Regions from separate parts of the Bos taurus genome. Here region 1 is linked to region 2. A link is a contact called in public Hi-C data. All regions are on one chromosome and are shown on one strand. Each heading gives the region's core, a stretch centred on a gene start, on an enhancer-like site or on the middle of the called end of the contact. The rest is flanking DNA. Distances are from core to core; before and after follow the strand shown. Region 1 has its middle 100 kb from the start of BCAS1. Region 2 has its middle 43 kb from the start of ZNF217.

What was found. A called contact is a pair of places that touch in the nucleus more often than the background predicts.
Region 1: a Hi-C map of an unstated tissue shows a contact between it and region 2, with 2.9 times the contacts expected there. The contact joins two enhancer-like sites.

Annotation. Positions count from the first base shown.
Region 1 is chr13:81,409,184-81,414,048 of ARS-UCD2.0, forward strand. No RefSeq gene overlaps it. Among named protein-coding and RNA genes, the nearest start is that of BCAS1, 100 kb to the right of the region's middle. Within about 2 kb of position 3,323, at least 12 of the 102 cell types and tissues checked have an H3K27ac peak or open chromatin away from gene starts, as enhancers often do.
Region 2 is chr13:81,108,087-81,113,512 of ARS-UCD2.0, forward strand. No RefSeq gene overlaps it. Among named protein-coding and RNA genes, the nearest start is that of ZNF217, 43 kb to the right of the region's middle. Within about 2 kb of position 3,250, at least 18 of the 102 cell types and tissues checked have an H3K27ac peak or open chromatin away from gene starts, as enhancers often do.

The DNA of each region.
Region 1 (4,865 bases), core at 2,073-4,572, 300 kb after region 2:
ATCACTGACTCAGTGGACAGGAATTCGAGCAACTCCGGGAGTTAGTGGAGGACAGAGGAGCCTGGCGTGCTGCCATTCTCGGGGTCGCAAAGAGCTGGACGCCTGTTAGCAACTGAACAGCCACGACAACCAAGTGGCCTGGAGGCCGCGTTCTCGGTATTTCCCCTAGAGGGGCAAAGTCGCGCTCTAGTGCCCAGACGGATAGACTCAGGAGTGTTCTCTGTCACCTCCTTGTTTGTGATGATAAGGAACCAGAAGCCAGCTAATAATGTCCATCAGCAGAGTTACAGGTAAATAAACTCTGGTCCATGGTGTATCTGAGCTGTGGAGACACAAGAAACACTCAGAAAGATAAGACACACTAAAACACTTCCACACAAAGCCACACCCGGCCTCTTCTCTCTTCCTCTCGCGCATTCTCTCAGTCTCTGCGGGCGCAGGTGGAGGACCCAAAGGTGCCCCTACCCTTCCCTCAGCATTCGCAACACTGGATACCTTTGTTGAAGGAGAAAGTTTCCAAGATGAGGGATAAGTGGTCACCAGGGGATCTATATTTAAATTGTTAATTATTTTAACTGGGAAAATGCCTTTCTGGATCTCTTGTGTAGTGAGAAATTAAATGAAAGTGGAGGAAGATGCATCTGGCATTTTGCAAGGACTGTTGTATCGGGGAGTCGCAAAGAGATGACAGGATCTTGAGGGGTAAATGTTTAAGGGGCAGAAATCAAAGCAAAGGGAAAGAGCTGTGTTAAGGCTACCCAAAGGCCTGGTGGGGGCGGTGGGTGGGGGAGATGAAAGTTCTTTGTTGGTTGGCTTTTAACGGGGGTGACTGAAAACCTCAATAAAATGGTATTTTGATTTCCTTTCACATGGGGTTTGCTTCTCATTCAACATCACTCCTATGACCAGCATCCCAACTCTTCTGATGTAGAGAAGTCTAGAAAGATTTTGATAGGAAATTAAATTGATTGGTAGGATAGACCAGAATATCTGTATAAAGGCAACACACTCCTGGGGAGAAAATGTTGCTTGAAATAGGAAACAAAGGAAGGTCTGCCAGCGGAGAGATGGTTAAGTATGTTCGTATAAGAGTCTGTGGGGTAGGTTCTTATGTGGTTATTAAAAATCACATTTTCCAAGTTTTTAAATTGGAAAACATGCAGAAATGCTAGTAATCCAATGTTTGATTTTAAAAATGCTTGCCACAAAACTTTATGTGCAGTTGAGTCCAGTTGCAGTTTACAAAAATAAGTCTATCTGCATGAGGGGAAAAAAGAAGGAAGCGTTCATTTGGCAACAGTGTTTTTCCCTGGGTGATGGGGAAATTGGTGATTTTATTTTTCATGCATTTCTGTTGAAACGACAATTTTCTATTGAAAACAGGACTGCTTTTTTAATTCCCCAAAAGAACTGTTTTTAAAAACCGTCGTTGGAAAATCATCTCTGAGGGACGACAGCCAAGGGAGGATTCCTGTTTGGCGAAGAAGCAGACAGGCAGGTCCCAAGCAGCCTTTGGGGGACTTTCCCCCACTTTTGCCCAAATGTCAAATGTCGGGCATTCACACGGTTAAAAACGACCTAAAATGAGCAACTTCCCCAGTGCTGGATGACAAGCGTCAAGCCCTCTGCCCCTCCCATCCCAGGGGGCTGTTGTGAGTTCTTATATTTATAAGAGAAAACACGGAACTTGAGTGGGCTGGAGCCACAGGCTGGCAGCAGAGATCTGGTCCTTGTCTCCTTGGACAGACCCTGGAATCCTTCTGGAACATGCAGGATACGTATGAACATGATGGAGCAGAACACAGTTCTCTCCCTCCTGCAGAATCCCACTTCTTCCCACCAACATGGCAGGAAGCAAAACAACCTCATGGTTAAGCCTGTAAACTTTGGAATCAAGCAAACCTGTGTGCAATCTTTGCGTGTTTTTTTTTTTAACCTAACCGTTCTGCGGCTTCCAACAAATTCTGCAACTTCTTTGTACTTTTGTTTACTCCTGTGCAAAATGGTGAGAAGATCACCACCACATTGGGTTCCTTTGAAGATGAAATAGGATAAAATACAGAGAGTGGACATGTGCAACCCTATGGACTGTAGATTTTTATTCTCGGATTACCTGTTTTCTTCTCACCCTACCTTAGGGCCGTCATTCATGGGATGAAATAAGAAAGGATGGTTTGGGGAGAAAGATACTCTTGGTGACCTGCAGATTTTCTTGTGAAAAGTGAAACCTCCCAGTTCCAGGTTGGCGTCCGTTGTTGGTAGCCAGGTTGGCTCCAGCCAATGAACCAATTTACTGAGCACTGTTACTTGCTAGGATGGCTTCCCTGATGGCTCAGGCGGTAAAGAATCCTCAGGCAATGTGGGAGGCCTGAATTTGATTCCTGGGCTGGGAAGAACTCCTGGAGGAGGGAATGGCAACCCACTCCAGTATTCTTGTCTGGAAAATTCCATGGACAGAGTAGTCTGGAGGGCTACAGACCATGGGGTCGCAAACAGTCAGACACGACTAAGTGACTAACACCTGCTAGGCAGTGAGCTTGAGCCCTCTTATGGGTATATGACTGGCGTCCACATAGATGATATTATCCCGTTATGTTTTATTCAAATAAGTCCTTTGAATAAGCCACTTCTCACCACCTCTTCAGCAATGACGCTAGTCTCAGCTACCATCTTCTCCCAAGAAGTCACAGCAGGAGCCTTCTCCTTGGCCTCCCCTCTTGCATTCTTTCCATTTCCAGTGAACTTTGGAGTCAACCAGAACAGGAGAACAACCAATCTGGAGAGAGAGTACTGTTACATAGTGGGGCCCAGGGACTCTGGAATCAGGGACTGGATCCTGCCTTGCTCAGTTAGTTGCTAACATACCTTCAGTCACAAGGTAGCCCCTGACAAAGGTGCTTTCCATGCCCCCGGTTGCAGGCCCCGAGGACACCAGACTCGCCTTCACCCATCACCCGTCACCCGTCACTGCTGAGACAAGCGGACGTCGAGTGCAGCTGGCTGTCTCTGATCGCTAGGGAAGTGCCTTCACTTAAGCAGACTGCTGTCATTGCTCCTTCCTCTCTGTTCCACCAGCGCAACAAGAGAGAAATTCACCCACCCAACACACCCTAAGATTTGAGGGGGCTTCTGCTTCAGGAAACGTACTATATAGCCGAGAATCTCGCTCTGCAGCCTTTTAAAGCCAGCCTTTGGGTTAACCAGATGTCTGATGAGCATTTTTAAAAAAACACGTGTCTGCTTAAAGTGGAAGTACTGCTGCTTTTGTTTACAAATACATCAAAACACTCATATCTTTTATTGATCTGTGCGGAGGGAGTTGTGGGTTTTCAATGTTTTCTGAAAGAGTGAAAAGCGAATACCTCAAAACGAAAATAGGATCACACATGCTTTAATCATCTTGTGCAGTTCATTTTATTACAACCTGATCTTATAGAAGGAGTCCCATTTTGGCTTAATCTTTTGGGGCTTCCTGTTCAGCTAGCTTGAAGGTTTAGCTTGGGATGTTTAATTCCATAGTCTATGATCATTTTAGGAAATTTACAAAAAAGGCAAAACACAATATATAGAACGACTCACTGTGGTGGAGTTCAAAGCAGAGTGATCTGTAGTAATTCTACGCACGACAGTACAGCAAAGAAAAGTGGCTCAGCCAAGCTCGCACACTGACATGAGAAGTCCTAGCGCCATAGAGCTTAGAGCCACGCATCTTATGAAAAAACATAAGTGGAATGTACACGCGATGATTATAACATCACATCATATCATAGAGCTTACGTGTACAAAGCATGGGCTTCCCCAGTGGGCTTCCCCGTTAGAGAAGCTGTCTGCCAATGCAGGAGACATAAGAGAGGTGAGTTCAATCCCTGGGTTGGGAAGACTCCCTGGAGAAGGGAATGACAACCCACTCCAGTATTTGCCTGGATAAATCCCATGGACAGAGGAGCCTCGTGGGCTACAGTCCACAGGGTCACAAAGAGTTGGACACAACTGAAGTGACTTGGCCACATGAACAAAGCATAATACAAAATAGTTTGCATTGAACTGGATAGTCAGGCAGTCAATATGCATTTTATTAATCACCTGCTGTTTGCAAGGTACTTTCATAACTATGAAATAATCTATATAAAAAAAATCTGAAGGGAGTATGTAAAAATAAGGCTGAGTCAGGAAGATGGGATTATCATGGGTTCTTTGTCTTTATTCTCCCATAATATTGAAACATATATGATTTCAAATGGTGCCTTATTAAACTTAGAAGTTTGCACAGCAAGGGAAACCATCAACAAAACAAAAAGACAACCTACTTTTCCTGAATGGGAAAAAAATATTTGCAAATGATATGATTGATAAGGGGTTAATATCCAAAATATATATAAATGGCTCATGTGACTCAACATAAAAAACAACCATATTAAAAGTGGGCAGAAGGCCTGAGTAGACATTTTTCTAAAGAAGACATGCACATGGCTAAGAGGCACATGAAAAAACGCTCACTAATCATCTGAGAAAATGCGACTCAAAACCACAATGAGAGATCACCCCCTACCTGTCAGAATGTCTGTTATCAAAAAGAACAGAATTAACAAACGTTGGCAAGGATATGGGGAAAAGGGAGCCCTCATACACCGGTGGTGGGAATGGAAACGTAAATTGGTGTAGCCACTATGGAAAGCGCATGGAAGTTTCCCAAAAAAGTAAAAGTAGAGTTACCAGCAATCCCACTCCTGGGTGTATATCTGAAACACACACACACACACTAGTTTGAAAAGATAGATGAGTCCCAGTGCAAGATTTATAATTACAAGCATGATTTACAAATGCCAAGATACAGAAGCAACCTAAGTGTCCAAAAGAGGTGGATA
Region 2 (5,426 bases), core at 2,000-4,499:
ATGTGCTCATCACCTTCCTCAGACTAGAGGCTGGTTTGGCTGTAAATATACTCAAATTCCAGGAATGGCATTAGCTTAATTCACAGAAACATTGACATTTCACAAAACTCTGTATAAACTGTAGCCAGCTACCTAGTTTTCTGTTAAAAGCACAGACCTGGCTCAGTCCCTTTACCAGCCAAGAGCAACTTACTGACTTCTCTGCACCTCAGCCTCCCCATCCACACCACTGTTAAGATAATGCATGTAAAGTCCCTTAATTTGTTTTCTTTTCAAATGGTTTTTGACTCAGCAATCCCACTCCTAGATATACACTCAAGGAATCCTCTTATGTATTAATATATGTATTTTTTAATATTTATTTGATTGTTTGGGGTCTTAGCTTTCAGCATGCGGGATCTTCCTTGCGGCACATGGCTTTCACTTTCTACACTGTATGTAGATGGAGCTGTGCCGCGCTCAGTCACCCCGTCATGTCTGACTCTGTGGCCCCATGGACTGCAGCCCGCCAGGCTCCTCTGTTCCTAGAATTTCCCAGGCAAGAATACTGGAGTGGGTGGCCATTCCCTACTCCAGGGAATCTTCCTGACCCAGGGATCGAGCCCCCGTCTCTTGCATTGGCAGGTGGGTTCTTTACGATGTGAAAGTGAAAGCCGCTCAGTCATGTCCAATTCTTTGGGACCCCAAGGACTGTCCATGGAATTCTCCAGGCCAGAATACTGGAGTGGGTTGCCTTTCTCCCTTCTGCGGGGGATCTTCCCAACCCAGGGATAGAAGCCAGGTCTCTCGCATTGCAGGCGGATTCCTTACCACAGAAATGACCATATGATGTCAACCTTTCCTACAACAAAGGATGCTTGGATTGGCAGCTTTTTCTGCACATGTTCTCAGTGACTTGTGAATCGCTAAGCCTCTCTATGTGAATATCCTTTTCCAAGCATATTCTTTTCTCTATAATCTCCTATAATCTGTTTATCAAATTCTTGCCCTCCGGCTATCTTCACGCCCTCCACCCCCACCCACATGCACACCCAGTAAAAGAAACAATCATTTAAGTTCAGTTCAGTCGCTCAGTTGTGTCCGACTCTTTGCGACCCCATGAATCGCAGCACACCAGGCCTCCCTGTCCATCACCAACTCCCGGAGTTCACTCAGACTCACGTCCATCGAGTCGGTGATGCCATCCAGCCATATCATCCTCTGTCGTCCCCTCTTCCTTCTGCCCCCAATCCCTCCCAGCTTCAGAGTCTTTTCCAATGAGTCAACTCTTTGCATCAGGTGGCCAAAGTACTGGAGTTTCAGCTTTAGCATCATTCCTTCCAAAGAAATCCCAGGGCTGATCTCCTTCAGAATGGACTGGTTGGATCTCCTTGCAGTCCAAGGGACTCTCAAGAGTCTTCTCCAACACCACACTTCAAAAGCATCAATTCTTTGGCGCTCAGCTTTCTTCACACTCCAACTCTCACATCCACACATGACCACTGGAAAAACCATAGCCTTGACTAGACGGACCTTTGTTGGCAAAGTAATGTCTCTGCTTTTCAATATGCTGTCTAGGTTGGTCATAACTTTTCTTCCAAGGAGTAAGCCTCTTTTAATTTCATGGCTGCAGTCACCACCTGCAGTGATTTTGGAGCCCCCCAAAATAAAGTCTGACACTGTTTCCCCATCTATTTGCCATGAAGTGATGGGACCAGATGCCATGATCTTCATTTTCTGAATGTTGAGCTTTAAGCCCACTTTTTCCCTCTCCTCTTTCACTTTCATCATTTAAGTAGTCCATACCAAACCTCTCTCAATCCTGTCTACCTTTTATTCCTCTAAAGTACCTGTGAATGAAGTGAGTGAGTGAAGTCAAGTCACTCAGTCGTGTCTGACTCTTTGCGACCCCATGGACTGTAGCCTAACCAGGTTCCTCCGTCCGTGGGATTTTCCAGGCAAGAATACTGGAGTGGGTTGCCATTTCCTTCTCCAAAAGTACCTGTACCACCCACAATTATTCTCTATGTAAAACTCCTCTCACTCAATATATTGTATATAAGGAAAATAAGGGGGGCGGGGAGCTTCCCTGGTGCTCAGCAGTAAAGAATCCCCCTGCAATACGGGAGACCCGGGTTCAAATCCTGGGTCAGGAAAATCCCCTGGAGAAAGAAAAGGCAACCCACTCCAGGATTCTGGCCTGGAGAATCCCATGGACAGAGGAGGCTCATGGGCTACAGAGAGTGGGACACGACTGAGCAACTAAGCACACACATAAGGAAAAGGAAACTAGCCAGCAGTGAGTGCGCAGCACATTTGTCGCCATGGAAATGCTTACGTTGAGAAAGTCCAAATAATTTCAAAGGCATAAGGTTATTGAGATAATTCCAAACACCTACCTGTCTTTCCTGACTTGCTGGGTTAGAATAAACCACATATATTATTCATCCATCCATCCATCCATCCTACCAAAAAATATCCCAAGCTCTGCAGAAGCCCAGGGGATACACCGATAACAAATCTCTGCCCTCCCGGGGTTCACCTTCAGATGGGGAAGACCTATCAAACATGCACATTGAGATGGGAGGCAGTGCTGAGTGCTGCGAAGAAAACCAGCACCAGATCCAGAGACGGAGGGGCTGGAGATCTGGGGGTCAGGGACGTATGAGCAGGTGAGTGTGGACTACCCGGACCACTGCGGAGTCTGCGAGGCTCCAGAAGGGAACCCGAGTCCCCTGTGGCTGCCGTAACCAACGGGAAGGGCTGGGAAAGCCGCTCAGGAAGAAAGCAGAGCGGCGGGCAGGCTTGGGTTTCATTCTGAGTCATGTGAGGTCACTGGTGGTTCGAGCACGGACAGAGGCAGCACTGTCTCTCTTGGGAAAAGACGGGTGTGGCGGCACATGGAGGCGAGGCTGAAGGGGAGAAGTTAAAGCGGGGAGGGGGCGGCTGGAAGGATGGCTTCGTCCGGGTGCGGCGGTGATGGGGGTGCCTGGAGCCGGCCCCGCGTCCGGTGTGTTCTGAAGGGAACAGAAGGAGCAGGTTTGCTCTTCGATTGGACGGGGAATGAAAGAGGGGCACAGGGGGACTGGGGGGACATCCCTGGGGGGCGGGGGGCGGGGGGGACACAGGCCGCGACGGGCCGCCATCATGGGGTGCGTGCTGCGCTCAGATGCCAGCTGGGGGCTCCGGTGCAGACGTGCAGAGGCGGTGGGGACGGACACACCGGGGCCGGGGCGGGGCCGGGCCGGGGCGGGGCCGGGGGGGCCGGGGCGGGGGGCCAGCGTGGGGCGGGGCCAGCGTGGGCCGAGGCCTGAACCCGGGGATCCTGCTGCCTCCTACCGGGTCGGAGGCATGGAACTAGAAGATCCACCTGCTCTTGCTGGGGGTCCAAGTAAAAAGCCCTGGGATGCTGAGAATGTAATCAGTCCACTGGGCATGCCGCCTGTGAAGCAGGAAGCTCAGAGCTTTCTAACAATCGTCATGATGGGATCATGGCGTTGTCTCAGTTAGCGACAAGGTCAAGCGTTCGACCCCCATGTGGGCCACTCTTTGGTCACCTATGCAAGGAGGCTGCCCAGTTTTAGGGCTTCCCAGGTAGCTCTGCGGTTAAGAATCCGCCTGCCAATGCAGGAGCCGTGGGTTCCATCCCCGGGTCCTAAGATCCCCTGGAGTAGGAAACGGCAACCCACTCCAGTGTTCCTGCCTGGAAAATTCCACCGACAGAGGAGCCTGGTGGGCTGTGGTCCACGGGGTCACAGATTCGGACACGACTGAGGAGCCTGTGATGGGATCCCTGCTGCCCTTTCGAGGCTCTTTTTGGTCCCTCAGAATTCCAAACAGAGTGTCTAGGAGCCTTAGCTGACTTCTCGCTCTTTCAAGAGTCACCTGGTGTACTCAGGAGGCACTCACCTTTCTCCCTTCTTCTCCAGACTGCCCACCGAGCCTGCGGGACAGGGGGCTGGGGCCGTGTCAGACGATTCTGCCTGCTACAGCCTGTGGGGGCCACCGTCGTGCGGGAGTTTGATGTGTGTACAAAGGTCACGAAATTTCGGTGACAAATAAGGCTAAACGGCAGAAAAGAGATGTGATTTTTTTTTTCCTTCTTTGGTATGACTTTTCACAAACTCAAGAGGTTGGAAATCTTTTGTCACATGAGTATGTCCCATTCATACTGAGAAGTAGGGACCTTCCCTGGAGGTCCAGTGGTTAAGACTTTGCCTTTCAATGCCATTTCTTCATGGCAAATAGATGGGGAAACAGTGGAAACAGTGGCTGACTTTATTTTGGGGGGCTCCAAAATCACTGCAGGTGGCGACTGCAGCCATGAAATTAAAAGACTCTTGCTCCTTGGAAGAAAAGTTATGACCAACCTAGACAGCATATTAAAAAGCAGAGACATTACTTTGCCAACAAAGGTCTGTCTAGTCAAAGCTATGGTTTTTCCAGTAGTCATGTGTGGATGTAAGAGTTGGACTGTGAAGAAAGCTGAGTGCCGAAGAATTGATGCTTTTGAAGTGTGGTGTTGGAGAAGACTCTTGAGAGTCCCTTGGACTGCAAGGAGATCCAACCAGTCCATCCAAAAGGAAATCAGTCCTGAATATTCATTGGAAGGACTGATGCTGAGGCTGAAACTCCAATCCTTTGGCCACCTGATGCGAAGAACTGACTCACTGGAGAAGACCCTGATGCTGGGAAAGATTGAGGGCAGGAGGAAAAGGGGACGACAGAGGATGAGATGGTTGGATGGCATCACTGATGCTCAATGGACATTAAGTTTGAGTAAACTCCAGGAGTTGGTGAAGGACAGGGAGGCCTGGTGTGCTGCAGTCCACGGAGTCGAAGTCAGACACGACTGAGAGACTGAACTGAACTTCAATGCAGGGAGTGTGGATTCAAACCCTGGTCAGGGAGCCAAGATCCCACATGCCTTAAGGCCAAAAAACCAAAACATAAAACCGAAACAGTACTGCAACAAATTCAAAAAACAAAAACAAATCCAACAAATTCAACAAGCCCACATCCAATTAAAAACAGAAATCTAAGCATATATATATGCATATAACTGATAAGCAGAGTCTCACTAAATGGCCATACAATTGGATCGCCACCAGGGGCCCCAATCCCAGACACTGGCACAGATGTCAACCCCCCGGGCACCACAGTCTGCCCAGTGCTGAGCAAGGAGCAGACTCAGGTCTTGCCAAATCTGAAAACGCACCTAAGATGCTGTGCTTCTCTCTGACCCTGAGAAGGAGCACAGACTGGGACAGGAGACCCAGCTGCTCCCTCTAACGCCCGGCAGAGCTGTCTGGCCTTGGGGACGCACATGGCCTTCTGGGGACCTTGGGCTCCTCTTCTGTCCAAGGAGAGGGTGCAGTCGCTGCGAAGTTCGGCTCTCTCACCCTCTTGACATTTCACAGCCATGGGGTGGGGAGGGCCCTTGCCTT